Linked DNA regions of Mus musculus: all the other regions are linked to region 3. A link is a contact called in public Hi-C, HiCAR-type, HiChIP or PLAC-seq and promoter capture Hi-C data. All regions are on one chromosome and are shown on one strand. The core of a region is the stretch at or near the end of the contact, and the rest is flanking DNA. Distances in the headings are between cores, read along the strand shown.

The links. Promoter capture Hi-C pulls out the DNA fragments that hold promoters and counts their contacts. A called contact is a pair of places that touch in the nucleus more often than the background predicts. HiCAR-type assays count read pairs that join an accessible place to other places. HiChIP or PLAC-seq counts read pairs in DNA pulled down with a chosen protein or histone mark. Capture Hi-C pulls out chosen DNA fragments and counts their contacts.
Region 1: a contact with region 3 is called in a FOXA1 HiChIP or PLAC-seq map of pancreatic cancer cells. The contact joins the promoter of Nfic here to the promoter of AU041133 in region 3. A contact is called at or near these places in 2 of 115 datasets of contacts at active chromatin or transcription factors (pancreatic cancer cells and pro-B cells).
Region 2: a contact with region 3 is called in a HiCAR-type map of astrocytes, with 2.8 times the contacts expected there. The contact joins the promoter of Ncln here to the promoter of AU041133 in region 3. A contact is called at or near these places in 2 of 115 datasets of contacts at active chromatin or transcription factors (astrocytes and large pre-B cells) and 1 of 9 other capture datasets (adipose tissue).
Region 4: a contact with region 3 is called in a Hi-C map of B cells, with 10 read pairs. The contact joins the promoter of Tle5 here to the promoter of AU041133 in region 3. A contact is called at or near these places in 1 of 15 datasets of contacts at CTCF or cohesin (the NIH/3T3 cell line), 1 of 484 Hi-C or Micro-C datasets (B cells) and 4 of 115 datasets of contacts at active chromatin or transcription factors (embryonic stem cells and large pre-B cells).
Region 5: a contact with region 3 is called in a promoter capture Hi-C map of neural stem cells. The contact joins the promoter of Tle6 here to the promoter of AU041133 in region 3. A contact is called at or near these places in 3 of 39 promoter capture datasets (the C10 cell line, the SN4741 cell line and neural stem cells), 1 of 15 datasets of contacts at CTCF or cohesin (the NIH/3T3 cell line), 1 of 484 Hi-C or Micro-C datasets (nephron progenitors), 5 of 115 datasets of contacts at active chromatin or transcription factors (the NIH/3T3 cell line, acute myeloid leukemia, astrocytes and 2 more) and 1 of 9 other capture datasets (liver).
Region 6: a promoter capture Hi-C map of pancreatic islet shows a contact between it and region 3. The contact joins the promoter of Hcfc2 here to the promoter of AU041133 in region 3. A contact is called at or near these places in 1 of 39 promoter capture datasets (stem cell-derived epiblast-like cells) and 1 of 9 other capture datasets (pancreatic islet).

Annotation. Positions count from the first base shown.
Region 1 is chr10:81,425,763-81,428,462 of GRCm38.p6, forward strand. It overlaps Nfic (nuclear factor I/C), which reads right to left and starts at 1,411. Exons shown (of 10, transcript NM_008688.3): 1 at 1,314-1,411. The coding sequence starts at 1,343.
Region 2 is chr10:81,494,918-81,497,617 of GRCm38.p6, forward strand. Ncln (nicalin) reads right to left here and starts at 1,446. Exons shown (of 14, transcript NM_134009.3): 1 at 1,163-1,446. The coding sequence starts at 1,346.
Region 3 is chr10:82,126,761-82,129,460 of GRCm38.p6, forward strand. It overlaps AU041133 (expressed sequence AU041133), which reads left to right and starts at 1,253. Exons shown (of 4, transcript NM_001163064.1): 1 at 1,253-1,338. The coding sequence starts at 1,336.
Region 4 is chr10:81,558,130-81,560,829 of GRCm38.p6, forward strand. It overlaps Tle5 (TLE family member 5, transcriptional modulator), which reads left to right and starts at 1,315. Exons shown (of 7, transcript NM_010347.4): 1 at 1,315-1,539. The coding sequence starts at 1,513.
Region 5 is chr10:81,599,559-81,602,258 of GRCm38.p6, forward strand. Tle6 (transducin-like enhancer of split 6) reads right to left here and starts at 1,342. Exons shown (of 14, transcript NM_053254.2): 1 at 1,240-1,342; 2 at 477-557. The coding sequence starts at 521.
Region 6 is chr10:82,697,828-82,700,527 of GRCm38.p6, forward strand. Hcfc2 (host cell factor C2) reads left to right here and starts at 1,287. Exons shown (of 14, transcript NM_001368720.1): 1 at 1,287-1,479. The coding sequence starts at 1,317.

The DNA of each region.
Region 1 (2,700 bases), core at 161-2,660, 700 kb before region 3:
ATGAGGGTCTCCCCTGGGGATCACAGAACTGCACCTCTTACCAAGATGGAGGGACCCGCAGGAGTGGAGGACCCCAGGATCCTGTCCCTGAGATGGGCTACCTGGGTCTTCCCTGGCAAAAACAACCATGGCCCTCACAAAGTTCTCCTCAGGACATCAGACAACTGCAATTCCCAGAACCAACACAGTCTGGAGACCACTATGTCTCACTCTCTTTCAGGGGAAACTGAGGCAGACACAGCAAAAAAAAAAAAAAAAAAATCACAAGAGGCTGTGGAGTTGGAAAAGACAGGCTTATGATTCCAGGGGGCAGACACAGCTGGGGGGCTCCTTGAAGGGGGGTCCCCTGGAGGGATGGATGCACCCCTCCCCACTCTCCCTCAGATGCTGGAACCCAGCCAGAGGGGCACAGCAGGGCAGGTGCTGGATTGGCCACCTAGTACGCAGTGTCCGCCAGTCCCCTGCCGCCGCCGCGGCCTCCTCCTCCTCCTCCTCCTCCTCCTCCTCCTCCTCCTCCTCCTCCTCCTCCTCCTCCTCCTCCAGCCCTGGCCTCTGCTCCTCCCGCCAGCCGCCTGGCAGCGCCTGCTCGGCTCAATAATTCAAGAATCAATGCGGAGCTGGGGGGGAGCTGAGCCAGGGAAGGGGGGGGACCCGCGATGGACACCCGCAAGACTGCCCCTCCCCCCGCGCGCCAACTTCGCGCGCCCCTCCCCCTTCGCGCGCACACGTGGGCCTGAAATGGAGGGGGACACTGCCAGCTGGAGGGGGGGGCGGCCACCTGGGAAACCAAGAACTCGCGAACAAATAGTCTAGGGGTCCCTTTACCGCACAGCTAGGGAGACCTACAGTGCAGCAGGGAACCCCAAGATCAGTCCTACGGGCGGGTGGGGAGCGTTCTACGTGCGGGTGGGGTGCTTCCTGCGGACACCTACTCTCTTCTCCATCTGGAGGGGACCCAGACTTCCTGGGTGCAAAGGGTGAGGGCTGTGGGGAGGACGCCAGCCCCCCCCCCCATCCAGCCAAGACGAGAGAGAGTTCCAAAAACAGCCGATTTAGATCAAAGTGGGGGCCCAGAAAATGGGGTTCCAAGTGTGCAATCAAGCTTAACGAGGATGGAATCCCCAATCTCAAGAGTTGCCCGCACCCCAGGTCCATGCCAGGAACACCCTGGCCTGGAAGAGGGTGGGTAGAGAGGACGCGCGCGCTTTTTTTTTCCCACCCCCGCTGCGGAGGGGAGGTTCCAGACTGCAAGAATGCGGTTCCAGGTGGAGCCGGGGTGCGGGCCGGGGCCAGGCCGGGAGCGGGGTGCGTACCTGGGTCAGGCAGAGCGGGGAGGAATACATCCCGGGGCGCTGGCACCGGAGGCGCAGAGGCCGAGCGGCCGCCGAACTTACTGAGTCATTTTTGCAGCCGCCCTCCCGCTCCTCCCTCCGCCGTCCTCCCCGCCCCGCGCCGCCTCTCGCCCGCCCCCGCTCCCTCCCTGCCGCCCGCATCCAACTTTCAAAGAAATCGCCGACAGCAAACAAGCAAGCAAACAAACAAACAAACTATGTCTCTACACGCGGACCCCCTAGTCCCCTCCCTCTAGAGCTATCCATTTGTAGAGGAGGACACAGCGATCAGGTCCACGAGATGGGGCTGAGCCCTTAGCTGCCCCCCACATCCCACCTGAGTCCCTGCAGCAGCCTGCCTCTGCCCCCAACTGTACCCCAAACTCCATCTGTCCCCTCACCTGTGCCCTCAAAGTGGCCACTGCCAGTAGGGTAGAGGGGGACCAGTGTGGGAGGCTTTCCCTTAAAAAGCCAATAAGTGGTCTAGCAGCAGGTATGGGGTCCCTGGGAAGGGTGCGGTGCAGGACTCAAGGCCAGGCCAGGCTCTGACACTACTGTGTGATAAAGAGCAGAGTGGGGTGATCCAGGCCAACCAGGTCCCCAAGTTTAGATCAGTGTCCAGGCTGCCCATTTCATATTTGGGGAATCTGAGGCACAGGGAAATCTCACTCCAACTAACTTCATTTTTCTTCTCTTTTCTTCCCTTCCTTCCTTTCTTTTAATTATTACTATTTTTGAGCCAGAGTCTCATGTTGCCCAGGTTGGCCTTGAACTCACTATGTAGCTAAAGATGACCTTGAACTCTGGATCCTCCTACTTCAGCCTCCTGGGAAGACAGGTATGCTGGGCCTTGCCCAGCTGGAGATCACCTTTCTGAAGGCAGCGTCTGAAGAAGCCTGCACACCCCCACCCCGGCCACCAGTGTCCACTCACAAGTCTAGGCCTTTTTCAATTATTTCTCTCCCAGGGACCCAAGGACATGGGATGTGAGGGCTGGGGGGAGAGTGTGCTACAGAGCAGTAAGATGCTTTAATCCGTTATCACTGTAATTCCAGTGAAGCCAAGGCCCAGAGAAGGAAACCACTGGTTGGGGTGTCGGGTCCCAGGTGCCTGCCTGGCACACCGGCCACCTGGTCCATACCCCAGGAGATGCCTGTGAGTGACACTATTAGGAGTACCCACGGATACTGACCAAACCACCTGTCAGATTGGATGCGCGCCCTTGGGATGTCCAGGACACCAGGGCCCACACCTGTCATCCCAGCAGGGATGAAGAGGCAGGAGTGTCAGAAGCCAAAGGCCAGCCTGGGCTACATGAGCCCATACTGATCACCTCCCTATATTAGGGACAGCACACAGCAGGTTCAAT
Region 2 (2,700 bases), core at 196-2,695, 630 kb before region 3:
ACCTGCTCTGGCTGGCTGCCCCATCACGAGTCCTCCAGGGTGTAGACAAGATGCAAGAGCCCATTAGTTCTTAACCAGCCAAGGATGGGTGAGAAAGTCACGTTAGGCATCTGGTCCACAATACATGAGCTTATTCACAGACCGGCCCACCCAAGATTCTGTGCATGTGAGACCCAGACATGGAAATGCATGGTCTAGGAACTGCCCTCCAGATCGCGGAATGCTCTGGAACAACTGTGGGAGCTCAGAAGCTATGCTTCACAGCTTAGTGGTGTCCACGGTTCCCCCGCCATCAGTGACACCCCACAGTGGCAGTTTAGCAGGTGGCCCTTCCGAAGATACCAGGCCACAAGGATCTGCAAGCAAATGCTTACGACATTGGGACACCTGGCCACCTACTCCTTGGCCTAGGGTAAGGTCCCCCACCCCAGGGTGCTCTACATGCCAGGGCACTGTTCTGGGGCCACTGTTCTGGGTCCTGCAAGGTGCTGGGCAGCCACCTGGCCTCGACCCCTTAGAGCTCCCCGAGCTGGGGCAGCAACATGACCCCTGCCATGGCAACACAGTTTTAAAGAGAAATTAATGCAATTCTGGGTATAGGGGCCACATAGGCTTGGGTGCACACACCAGGCTGCCACACCCGCTCAAAAATGGGGGCCCGGCCTTGGCATTCAGGCAAAGACAGTATCAAGGCTGAGAGGCAAACCAAAGAGCAGGGTGCGGGAAGCTCTGAGAGGCCCCAAACCTAGGCATGGGGACAGAGATCCTGGGGAACCCTGGCGAGGAGTGGGGAGCAGAGCAAAGGGGTGAAAGTATGGTACTGTGGGAACCAAGGCCCCAGGAAACCCCAGGACACCAGGCCCGGGGGCTGACGCCGGCCTGAGAGTGGTCTGAGGCAACCGCTGACAGAGAGGGATCAGGGTGACATGGGATCGAGGAGAGATAGGAATCAGGGTGGCGATGATGGGATGGGGTGACAGGAGTCAGTGAAACAGCAGGGGAACTGAGGGAACAGAGCTGCCAGGAACAGTAAGTCAATGGGGAGACCGGGATAGCAGTCGGAGTTCCTCTGCCTGACAGTGGGAGGATCGCAGTGACTGGGGGACTAGTGTGGCAGTAAGGGGGACGGCGGCGTCAAGAGAAGAGGTCAGGGGTCGCGCACCGTATGGCTGGCCCTGCAGGTCGTACTGCTGCATGCGGTACACGGTGAACTCGTGCGCGGCGTCGGCGGCGGGCAGCGGCGGCGCCACGAGCAGCAACACGGCGGGCAAGAAGACGATAAAGCCGAGTGGCAGGCACGACGCCTTCAGCACGTTCTCGAGCACCTCGCCCGCTTCCTCCAACATCCCGGCGGGCGGCAGGCCGCAAAGGCGGCAGCGACGGAGGGCGACGGGAAGCGGCCGAGGCTCGGCGGACTCAGCTCGGCATGGGCGGCTGCTGAGGTCCTTCGGGGAGAGCCACGAACAGCCCGCGCCTGCCCTAGGGTCCTTCGGGCAGCACTGCGGACGGCCCTGTCTGCCGCGCCGCCTTCTGGGAAATGTAGTCTTTCTTGTGAGCGAGCCTCGTTTTAAACGGCTCCGCGCGCTGTGGAACCCTGGGAGTTGTAGGCACACTTAGACTCGCACTAGGGCCTCTCGGAAGCTGTGACAGTCCTTATGCGCGGAGCCCCCTGGAAGTTGTAGTCCCACTGTGCCGCTCCTAGAAGCTATGGTGGACAATCTACTGCTACTGAACTCATCCAAGCCGCAAAACACAGATGACTTACAAAGCTATTAAAAACCATTCCCAGTAAATCTTGTTTAAGCCCCATGTTTGGAGTCGTTAATGAAAGGACAATCCAAAACCTAAAGTGCAGGACGTGACCGTTCGACCCGGAAAGATGTAGGAAAGGAAAGAGAAAGTGCCCGCCTGGTGCCTTGTTTCTCTGGGAATTGTAGTCCTATCGGGCAAGCACAAAGGAATATGGGAACTAGAGTCGTTCTTTTAGTCTTTGAAAGGAGAGGGGATTAGAATGCGAGAAAATAAAATAAAATAAAATAAAAGAGAAAGAGAGAGAGGTGAGGCCTTTGTCTTGAAGGTGCTAGCTCTCTGATCACAAGACACTCTGACTACAGGTGTTCTACAGGATTTAAGTGAATGAGTGAAAAGCTGGTTAAAAAAATAATATTCGGGGCAGGTGGTAAGGTAGGAAGGCAAGAATTGGCGCGGACTTTAATGGCAGTGGGGAGATCAAGATAGCTAAAATGAGACTAGTGTGACGATGGGAGGTCTTTAGTATCCCTGTTCATACTTGGGACATATTTAACCTAACATTTTTGGTTTGCCCTATTGCAACTTCAATGGATTTGACTAGTCCCTGTGTCTTGGGGTAAGTTAAGATGTGAATTAAAATTATATGTCACTCACACCTCTAGAAATACAATAAATAAGAAATAAAAGACCAGACACTGCCACCCACCCACTGGCAGCCACAGGTGGGAATTTGATATGCAAACTGGCATGAACTGACTTTGAGTAAGATTCGCGACTGGTGAGTGCTGGCTTTCGAAGCCTGTGGAGAACTTGGGGATGGTGCCTTCTCTGAAGACCATTTGCCTTAGGTAAGAAAACAGATTCTAAGACTCAAACTTGTGGTCCTTTCCCCCGGGTGAGTGATAACTGCCAACTGTATACCGAGGCCACAGACAATCAGAACTGAAA
Region 3 (2,700 bases), core at 3-2,502:
TTAATCTTGTTTTTGGATTAAGAAATTCAAATATTTTTAATTTCCCTATCCCGGTAAAACCTTAGTTTCCTCAAAGATCCACTTGTCTCTGGAGCAGCACGTCTTTTCTCTTACTTCTCCATATCCGTTGCAGCAATTCTTTCTAGACTATCCAAATGAATAAGACTGAGGTGAGACTCAAGCCAAAGGGGAAATGATACAGCCACCACCTCTTTAGAATAAAAACCAACAAAGCCTCTGCTTAGGGCAGGAACATAGCTTCTAGATGAAGAGTAACGTTTTCTTTTTCCAGACACTAAAATGGCAATGCTGGTCTCTTCCTTGGCCACCCTGAACTTACTTCTAATATGCCCACATAGAAAACAACTTTAAGAATGATTTAACACCCGTCTCCTGCCATCCAAGACTTTCTTAGAGGTGCTAGTTTTATGTTCTTGCCAAAGGTCAACTTGGCAAGGTCTGTTTTGGTGCTTCAGGAGGTCTTGAAGGAGTCAAGGGAACCTGGCTCTTTGGCCTGAGGGGCCGTGGTTATAAGCTCCAAGGCCACCTGTGCTCAATCTGAGGCATCCTGTATTTTTCTTGTCAGCATTGCTGAATTGGTTTCTGCTGACTGATTCTCCCTCTGCAAACAGTGTATCATACATGCACTTCTTAATAAACTTGTTTGGCATGAGCCATCATCATCTTATACTGATACCTCCCTGGACCAGAATTGGTGGTGTATTGTGCCATAGACCAGGCTGTTTTAAACTACTGATGCCCTGCCTCTACATCACAAGGTTGCATGATAAGGCAGTGCCACCGCAGAAGGCTGGGGCACTGTTATGTTTGTTCAACGACGTGCAGTTGAGAGAGGTGTTTGCAATCCATGGTGTGCCTTGTTGAAATTGCTGATACCTGGTAAATATCCATCCGGTAGTTTAAATCTGACCTGAATGGAAATGGGCTTTCTTTCAGTTGTGAGGCAGGGGGATCAATCCACTACACCTTGTTTAATGATCTGCATATGCTAGAGACCTATATGAAGGAGAAGTTCCCACTAGGTGCAGGGACGACTTTGCAGTCCAGGTGTAAGGCCAATCTGTTCTGTGCCTGGGGTGGAGGATAGGGCTGAGAATGACTGTGCTGCGTCCCTTCACAGCCTCAGTCGCTAAGGGATCTGCTCCTGTCACTCAGGCCTCACCAGCTAATCAGGGCCTCGAGGCGGAACACCAATCGGAATGGAGGCGGGCACTTCCGGTGTGTGGCAGAGGAAGACTCCTCCATCCATGTTGGGCGCAGTGACCCTGCTTCCCGCAGCTGTGAGGAGAGTGGGGCGAGGTCCGAATCCGCGCCATGGTGAGCGGGGCCGCCGTCCCCACGCGGGGAGGAGCAGATCCGCGGGAGCCCGTGTGGGGTTGACTCGGGGTGCGGGAACTGGCGGCGAGACGCGGCGTCGGTGTCATTCCGTTTGTTCCCGAGTTGTGGTCCCGCAGGTGGAAGCGGGACCTCTCATTGACTTAGGTCTCCTGGCTGCGCCTGCGCACCGCATGGGAAGCGGGAGCTGGGCTTATAAACCATTCTGGGCTGGCTGCAGAGCTCGCGCATGCGCGCTGTCATTGTCAAGGGAGGCAGTGGCTGGCTGGCAGACCTCTAGTTTCCCTAGTCTTCCAGAAGTTCTGAACCTGGCACTTGACATTCGGGTGTAGCATCCATCTCAGTTAACTCTGCGCAGTGTAAAGTCTGTGTCATTAACACATTCGCATGTAGATGCCACGGTGGACCAATCACGTGTGTTAGTAAGGCCAGACTCACTGTGTTTCCCTGCATAAGTTGTCAAAATCGACCGAATATTAATTGTGTTTTTGCCCTAAGTGTGCTTGTTCTCTCATGTTCTGTTTGTCTCAAACAGCACAGTCTTTATTGCAGGTGTAGGGTAATTTAGAAGTCAGACGGTGTCACTGTGCTGTTTATTCAGTCTTGTGTGCTCATGTTTTCATTCATGATGACCTTTTGTCATCGGCTTTTTTATAAGTGGTTTTAAGTGCTGAGCCATCTCGCCAGTCTTAAACTTGACAGATTTTCAGAAATTTACATGTGTGTATGCCTATGCACAAGATGAAATCTGAGGGTTAAGAGAATTTAGGTTTGCTTTAGAATCTGTCTTTGGGTGTTAGGAGAAGACTCAGTAGGTATACTGGTCAAATTTGGTGAGCTTGGAACAAGCAATGGATAGGTATTCTTCTGATTAATGATTGATGCAATAGTTCCCATCCCACTGTGTTTGGTGCTGCCGTGGGCAGGTGGTCTTGGGATGCATAAGAAAGCAGTCCTAGGAAGCCATTAGATCGGAGCAGTGCCTTAGTCAAAGTTCTGTTTCTGTGAAGGGATGCCATGACCACAGCATCTCTTATTGACGGAAACCATTTAATTAGGGCTTGCTTATAGTTTTAGAGGTTTGGTCATGGTGGGGAGTATGGTGGGACATTGTCAGACATGGTGCTGGAGAAGTAGCTGAGAGTTCTAAATCCAGATCAGCAGGAAGGAGGAGAGACTGTGAGCCTAGCCCAAGCATTTGAAACTCCAAAGCCCAGCCCCAGTGACACACACTTCTTCCAAGAAGGCCACGCAAACTCCAAAGCAAAAAAAGTCCTCGCCTTGTCAAGTAACACCTCGTTCTAATGACCAAGCATTGAAACCCATGAGCCTGTGGGCACCATT
Region 4 (2,700 bases), core at 65-2,564, 570 kb before region 3:
TTGAGTATGACACTCAGTGATATTCGTCTCTGTCTGTCTCAGGTAAGGAAATGTTTGAGACAGGGTCTTGTTATACAGCTCAAGCTAGCCTGAAATTGTAGGAATCCTCCTGCCTCAGCTTGCTCTGAAGTGTTGGGGTAAATAGTATTGGCCCAAAGAACTATTTTATTTATTTTATTATTATTATTATTATTATTATTTTTTTTAGTTTTTCGAGACAGGGTTTCTCTGTATAGCCCTGGCTGTCCTGGAACTCACTTTGTAGACCAGGCTGGCCTCGAACTCAGAGATCCACCTGCCTCTGCCTCCCGAGTGCTGGGATTAAAGGCGTGTGCCACCACGCCCGGCTCCTATTTATTTTTTATTATTTTTTAAGACAGGGCTCATGGAGCCCTGGCTGCCCTGGAACTCACAAGGTGGGCTTGAATTTACAGAGATCTGCCTGCCTCTGCCTCCCAAGGGCTTAGATTAAAGGCTTGTGTTACCACACCAGCATATTTGTTTTAATCATTTGTTTTTGTTTTGTTTTGTTTTGTTTTTGGACAGGTCTCACCTCAGTAAGCTGGGTCACAGGTTGATGCTGAATTTTCGATAATCCTCCTGCCTCAGCTTCCCAAGTGTTGGGATCACACTAGGACCTGGGGAACTCTTACCTTTTATTTATGAGACAGGTCTCTCTTTGTAGCCCTGGTTGTCCCAGAAGTCTCTATGTAGACCAGGCTGGTCTCAAATCAGAGATCCACCTGCCTCTGCCCTGAGTGCTTGGATTAAAGGTGTCGGCCACCACCACCTCCTGTGGCCCGATTTAACTTTTTCATGTTTTGAGATAAGGGCTCCTATAGCCCAGGCTGTATTCACTGTGTAGATCAGGCTGGCTTCCACCTACCTCAACCTACCCAGCACTGGTAATAGGTCTTGTACCCCAGAACAAACCATGTCTTACTTTTTGTTGTTTTAAGACAGGCTCTCTGGTAACCCAGGCTGGCCGAGAACTCTTGATCCTCTTGCCTCTGCACCCCAGTCATTAGATTACAGGACTGGGCCCCCATCCTACCTCTGTGGGACAGGTGTCACTCTACTGCCCAGTGTGGCCCCCAGCCGTGCCAACCCTCCCGACTCCAAAGAGGACATAGCACACTGTAGGCACTCCATAAATCCACCGTGAAGCCTGGGTGTCCAGGCTGCGAGTCTGTGGCCTTGGGACTGGGGGCGGGGGGCACTGAGGCAGGCCTCCAGCTGGGGTTCCGGGCCGTGGCGGGGGCGGGGCGCGCGGGGCCAAGGTCACGGGTGGGGCGTCCGGGCCTGCGCAGTGCCGGGCGCGGCAGGTGGAGCGGGAGCCCGGGCGGCACCGCGTCGCCATTACACAATAGCGCGGGCGGCGCGGGCGGGCGGCGGGCGGCGCAGGAGGCGGGACGCGGGGCCCCGGAGCTGTCGATCGGGGACAAAGCGCGGCCGCCCGGCGCCCCCCGAGCCGCCCGAGCCGGGGCGCAGCCCGCGCCCCCCGCGACTGACATGATGTTTCCGCAAAGCCGGCACTCGGTAAGGGGAACCCCGCGCACTGCACCCCAGAGCTCTCCCTGCACCCCCAGCTCAGCTCACTGCACCTCCGGCGCTCACCCTGCACCCCAGCTCATCTCACTGCACCCCTTCTAGGTCGGATCCCGTCTCTCTCCCCGCCCAGGGCCTGTCCCAGGGGCTCCCTACGCTTCCCCAGCTCCCACAGGCCTGTTCTGTCCCCCCAGCCCTGGGCTCTTCCCCAAGGTCCTTGCACCCCACAACCCAGACCCTACGCACCCCACCAGTCCAGCACTGCATCCTTCAGCCCGGATCCCTGAACTTTGATCCCTGCCCTGAGTCCCCTCACCGCCTCCCCCACACCTCGCCCAACCCGACTCCAAGGTCTTCTTCCACCCCCACCCCCCACCCCCGGGCTCCGGATCAGCCCGCACCCCACTGCAGCCGCATTCGGCCTGTCTTCCTGACCTGGGGCTCAGGCCCAGAGCTGCAGCACCCCAGTCACAAGCCCATCATCCCCTCACCCCAGACGCGCATGTCCTCCAGCCCTAGATCTTGCATCCCCACCTCGGTGCACCCCCCCCCCCCCAGGCCCAGCTCTCTAAGAGCTTCAGACTGGCCTGCCACCAAGTCCAAGGCCCTGCACCCACCATCACCTCGGCCCTGCACTTCTTTCCACCTCAGATCTGCCCTGGCCCCAAGTCTGGTGCCCTCTACCCCCCAATACAGTTCCCGCACCCCCTGTCTCTCTCTCCAGCCCTGTCGGGCCTGGCGTCACCATCCGGGCCCAGCGCCACCCCCAGCCTGGCTCCGCGTCCCTCCTCCAGCTGCAGGCCCCGCACCCCAGCGGCCTTCCTCCTCCCAGCCCCCATCCTGCACCCTCAGCACTAGGGTTGGGGAGACCCTGTGCCCGTATAATGTCCAGTGCTCCCTTGTCCGGAGCCGGATACCCCGCAGTCTTCCCACCCCCCGCCCCCCCAGCACTAGGCTCCGTCCCTCTCATGTCCAAGCCCATCTGTCGTCTCCCACACCAGCTCCCAGTGGCCTTGCTCCCCACACCCTGCCCCTAGCCTTGCTCCCCAGATCCGAGATCTTACACCCTAACTCCTGACCCAGTGCCCTCAGATGCCGGCCCTGTACATATCCCACCCCCCTCGCTCCCCAGCCCCCCAGCTTCCAGCTCTC
Region 5 (2,700 bases), core at 92-2,591, 530 kb before region 3:
CCCCCAAAGGGTCTATGTAGCCGATTGTTCTGGAATTACCTAGAGCTGGCTGTCCTTGAACTAAAAGATCCACCTGCCTCAGCCTCCCAAGTGTGGATTAAAGCTGGGCAACGATCTTTAATCCCAATATAGTGTTAACACATGGAACTAAAGAGCCACTTGCTAGGAGAGGCTCAGCCCTGACCACACCAGGTGAACACCTAGTGTTAATAATCACCACTTGATTGACATTGGGAAAATGTGGGCCCGGTCTGGTCTATGGGGGTTTTCACCTGCGCTGTCAGGGGTCACAGGTGCAGGCACTGAGGGGCTCAGGCTGGGGTGCAGGCCTTTCATCTTAGCTAGGTAGGCAGGATTGCATGAGCTCCCGGTGCGGGGTGGGGGTGGGGGGGGCAGAGAGAACTAGTCTCCAAAACCCCAAACACAGTAGGAAGAGAGGAAGCTAACTGTGCCCCTCACCACCATTTCTCTCTCACCAAAATTCCACCAAAGGTGTCACTGCTCTGTCTGTGGGAAGTCATCTAGAAGATTCTTGAGGTCACAAATCTGATTAAGTCCTATAAGAACAGGTATAGGTTTTTAGAAGGCAGAAAAGCCGACTCCCACCCCCATCCCCGTAGCCTCTTCATCATCTGGACCCAGCTGGGGAGGAAGCCCCTTCCCCATCCCCATGTCTTCTGCGCTCCCTTTCCCCAAGACCCGGCTTTACTACTACTACTAAGGTTTCAGACACACACCCCCAGCTAAGGGCCTCATTAGTATCTCTTCAGATACCAAGAATAGAGAACCAGGCACCTCCAACTCCCTAGCGGGATCAGCCAGAAATGTGGCTAGTCGTGGACCGTTTGCCAGGCAGGCCGGGCACACGCCTTTAATCCCAGCATTTAGGAGGCAGAAGCAGGCAGATTTCTGAGTTCGAGGCCAGCCTGGTCTACAAAGTGAGTTCCAGGACAGCCAGGAACCAATAAGCCAAAAAACCAAAACAAACCAAAACAAAAAAAGTTTTCCAGGCGTACTAGTTAAGCCTGCATGTGGTGCAAATATATACGCTCAGGCACACACTTAAAACATTTTTCAAAAAAGAATAAAGGAGACAAGAGAAACGACACTTGGTTCACTCCCAAATCACTCAACCTAGGTAAACTCCCCGCTGAAGTCGGTTTTGTGAGGGTCCACACCCCTCCCTCGGGCTCCCTCTTCTCCCGACCCGCCCGCAGGAAGCGGGCTGCCCTCACGCACCACCTCTGAGGTTAGGGAGGCCCCAGGGATCCCAGAGGAAGCCTCTGAGGTCAGCCAGGGTCAGGCCAGGAGGAAGCCCCTCCTGCTGGGCCCCGGGCCATTTGACCCCTCTCACCCCGCCCCTCCAGCCTAGGCCACGCCCTACTAGGCCACACCCACACACCACGCCCCCTGCACCCACCGAGGGAAGCGTGTATCAGGGCCCAGGCCACGGTGCACGTGGGCCCCGGACTCAGCGAACCGCCCCTGCAGGCCCTGACCAATCAGAAGGCGGCGAGCCCACGTGGGCTGCGAGCCAGAATGCTCATTGCTCAGTTTGTGGCCGTGCTGTCAATCACGGAGTTCCTGCTTCGGCTTAACCCTCGCGTTCCAGGTGTGGCGATTCGGGAGCTGGGAGAATTTCAGAGTGTTTGGTGAAAAGTCTGATTATTTGGGGCATTCGAGACGGATCAGCAGGTGAAGGTGATTGCGGCCTAGACGTTTGATCCGAACTCGATCCCTGGGATCCACAGGGTGGACCACGAACTCACAACTCACTCTTGCACGTACACACACACACACACCCCACACACACTTTTCTTTTAAATCTTACTGAAACAGGAGAATCAGGATTCATCCTGGCTGGCCCGCATGTGCCCTGGGCCCTACCCCCAGCACCACTTGAAGACACCTTCATTATCCCAGCACTGGGGAGGTAAAAGTAGGAGGGTTAGGAGTTCGAGGTCGTCCTGAGTTAGATAGCAAATTCCAGGTTAGCTTGGAGTACAGGAGACTGTCTCAAATGAGAGAGAAAGGAAAGACATCGGGCACAAAGCCACACAAGCCCAGACCCCCATATTCAAGGACAGGAAGTGAAGCAGAACCCTGAGCTCCCTGCAAGGCTCAGCCCCCATCCCTGGCCCTGGATGGAGGATCCTGGAGTAAGCTGAGGATGGCCTGGGTTAGAGTGGACTCTCTGGACCTCCCTAGCCTCACTCCTACGTCCACTCCAGCCACAGATGGGGGATGTGAAATTAAACCACAGTCACCACTTTGGACTCGGAGGCAGGGGCAGTGACGGTGAGTTTGGGGCCAGCCTGGTTTCCATAGTACAAGCAGGTGTAAAACAGAAAGGGCTGTGAGAGGGCTTAGTGGGTAAAGCCCATTGCTGCTCAGCTTGAGTTTGATCCCTGCGACCCACACAGTAGAAGGTGAGAATGTGTTCTAATTCCCAAGAAGTGTCCTCTTGCACCCACATACCACACATGAACAAGTGATTGCAACTCAATTAGGCCTCTGTCACAGCAACTTTTCCTTCATTGAAAAGTATTTAAGGGACTGGAGAGATGGCTCAGCAGTTAAGAGCACTGGCTGATCTTCTAGAGGATCCAGGCTCAATTCCCAGCAACCACACGGTGGCTCACAACCATCTATAATGCGATCTGAAGCCCTCTTCTGACTTATAGAGCACTCACATATATT
Region 6 (2,700 bases), core at 37-2,536, 570 kb after region 3:
TTTGATGAGTACAGGTGCGTTGCCAGCAGGTATGTCTATGAACTACAGACCCACCTGGTACCTGTGGTGGCCAGAAGAGGGTGTAGATCCCCCAGAACAGAGGGTTCCAGACCATTGTAAGCAGCTATGTAGGTGCTGGAAATCAAACCCAGTTTTGTTTTTGTTTTTGTTTTTGTTTTTGTTTTTTTGATACAGGGTCTCTCCATTTAGCCCTGGCTGTTTATTCACCATGTAGGCCAGGCTGGCCTCAAACTCTTACTCCTGAGTGCCATTCAACTCTTTCAAGGCACAAGGCTTGTGGCACTTTGATATAGCAGGCCTACAAAATAGACTCTTTCCAAATTAACACTGAGTTTGCAACTTTTAAGGGTTTCCCCCTTAGTCTTTTTGTCTAAGAATATTAACAACACTATAAAAAGAAGCCTCCGCATGAAAATAATGACCTGCTGTGATGGTCGATATTGCTGATTTGATACTATCTAAACTTACTTAGGAGACAAGCCCGTGGGCAGGCCTATGAGGTTATCTAGATCAGATTAATTAAGGTGGGAATAGATGTAAGGTTGAAATAAATTAAGGTAGAAATAAACTGGGATGCCATCCTGGACTAAATAATAAGGCAGCCCGGTTCCAGCATCCGTGGCTCTCTGCAGATGAAATTCCACCAGCCACTTCCAGCCAAGCCTCTTCATTATGATGGGCTTCTCAGTGAGGGGAAACAAACCCTTCTGTCCTTCAAAGGTTTTTGTCAGGGGATTTTTTCACAGCAACAAGACAACTAATACACCTAAATGAACCGAAAATCACCTTTGGGGTTATCTTTTGCTGTGTAGGCTTGTCACCTCCAAATCTGAGCCGTGCTCAGGCCCTGCACTTAGCCACCGTGTCCACTGTCCTTGTCCTGCAGTCTGGGAGACCCTCCTTTGAGATGACAGATTTGCCTTAGGCGCTCCCTGTGCTCTCATCACTTGGGACCTACACGGCAGGCAGCTCTTCTCCAGTGCCTGTGATAACAGTTTCCAGGGCGTGACGCTCCTACACAGAAGATGCTCCAAGTGGACCTAAAGGACAAAGCTGTAACCTCCTCCCCGAACACCCCACTGAAAGCCACAGAGAGGAGGGTTGGCAGGGTTGGCGGGAGGGGCTCCATCTTGGCGGAGCCCCGAGGGCCACGTCGCCACGGGCTGGGGGGGCGGGGCCCGCGGGTCACGTGCCGGGCCTCCCGCGCACAGCTGGAGGCGGCGCTCGTCCTCCCCACGAGCCGTGGAGCCCGTGGCGCGCGGGGCATTGTGGGCCGAGGGGCGGGGGTTGGGAAGATGGCGGCTCCCAGCCTCCTCAACTGGAGGCGGGTTTCCTCCTTTACCGGACCGGTGCCTCGCGCCCGGCACGGACACCGAGCCGTGGCCATCCGGGAGCTGATGATCATCTTCGGCGGGGGCAACGAGGGCATCGCGGACGAGCTGCACGTCTACAATACCGGTAGGCGGCGGCTCGGCGACCCCGCCTCGGGACCGCGGAGGGGGAGGGGAGGAGCGGCGGACGCGGGCCTGACAGCTGTCACCGCCGGGTCGCCGCTACCCCAGCCGGGCAGGCGGCGGGGGAAGATCGGCTGGGTCGGCAGCCCGAGCTCGCAACGTGTTGGAAGGCGGCTCGGTGCTCGCGGTTCCGCGGGCTGGACGTGACTCCACCGGTAGACATCGAGACACCCCGGCCCATCCCTCCCCGTGGACCCGAGACGGCGGGTTCCACGGCTGGGCCTCCACCCTAGGGCCGGTCACTTAAGGGGTGGAGATCCCGCCAGTGTCAAGAACAAAACCCACCCCAAGGCGGGCCTCGGTGGTCTTTGCCTTCCCCCAGCCCCCTTCTTAGAACCTAGAGAGTTGAGGGGCGGGGAGGTTCTCCTGGCTGCCTCTTCAGCGTAGGTACAGTTAGTACCGGGCGGAAGCCCGCAAGACAGTTCTCTAAACTCGCGGCGGAGAGAGTTGTGGGTGAACGCGGACTGGTCTCTGATTAGCCGATGTCTGTAGTGTATGTGCTCTGCCCTTCCGGGCTGGTCCTCGCCAAGGGGCTGTCATAGCTAAGGCACCGCTGCACAGCTCGAAGTGTCACTTGTTAAGGGGGCAGGTCTTGACCTCCGTGCTGGTTGAAAGTATATTTTCTCCACTTACAAGTAGTCTAGCAATCATAGGAAACTAGTTAAGGCTAGATACTGAATTTGGTGTCGTTTTAGTTCACAACCTACAACTTTGATGAAACAACTTGATCACAGTAGTCCTCTAAAAGCTAAAAACGGTAGGAGAAATTTTGTTAGTTTTGACTCTCCTCAGTACTCCAACAGAAAAAGTTTTGAAGATGTTTGATTTGGTATAGTGTAAATACCCTGGGCTTAGAAGAAATTGGGTCTGTTTTGAATCTTGCTTTGGCAATTGTTCTAAATCAGCATTAAAGTTACCACGTCTTTCTAAATCACAGGTTTTCCACTTCTTTAATGGGGGGTGACACCAGGATTTTTTTTTAAGAGTACAATGATGCAGAACAGGTTTTCTTTTCCTTTTTCAATACAGGTTTCTCTGTGTAGCCCTGGCTGTCCTAAGACTAGCTCTGTAGTCCAGACGGGCCTCGAACTCACAGAGATCAATGAGCCCCTCGGCCTCCCAAGTGCTTTACTCGGACTAAAGGCATGTGCCACCAGTGCCTGCC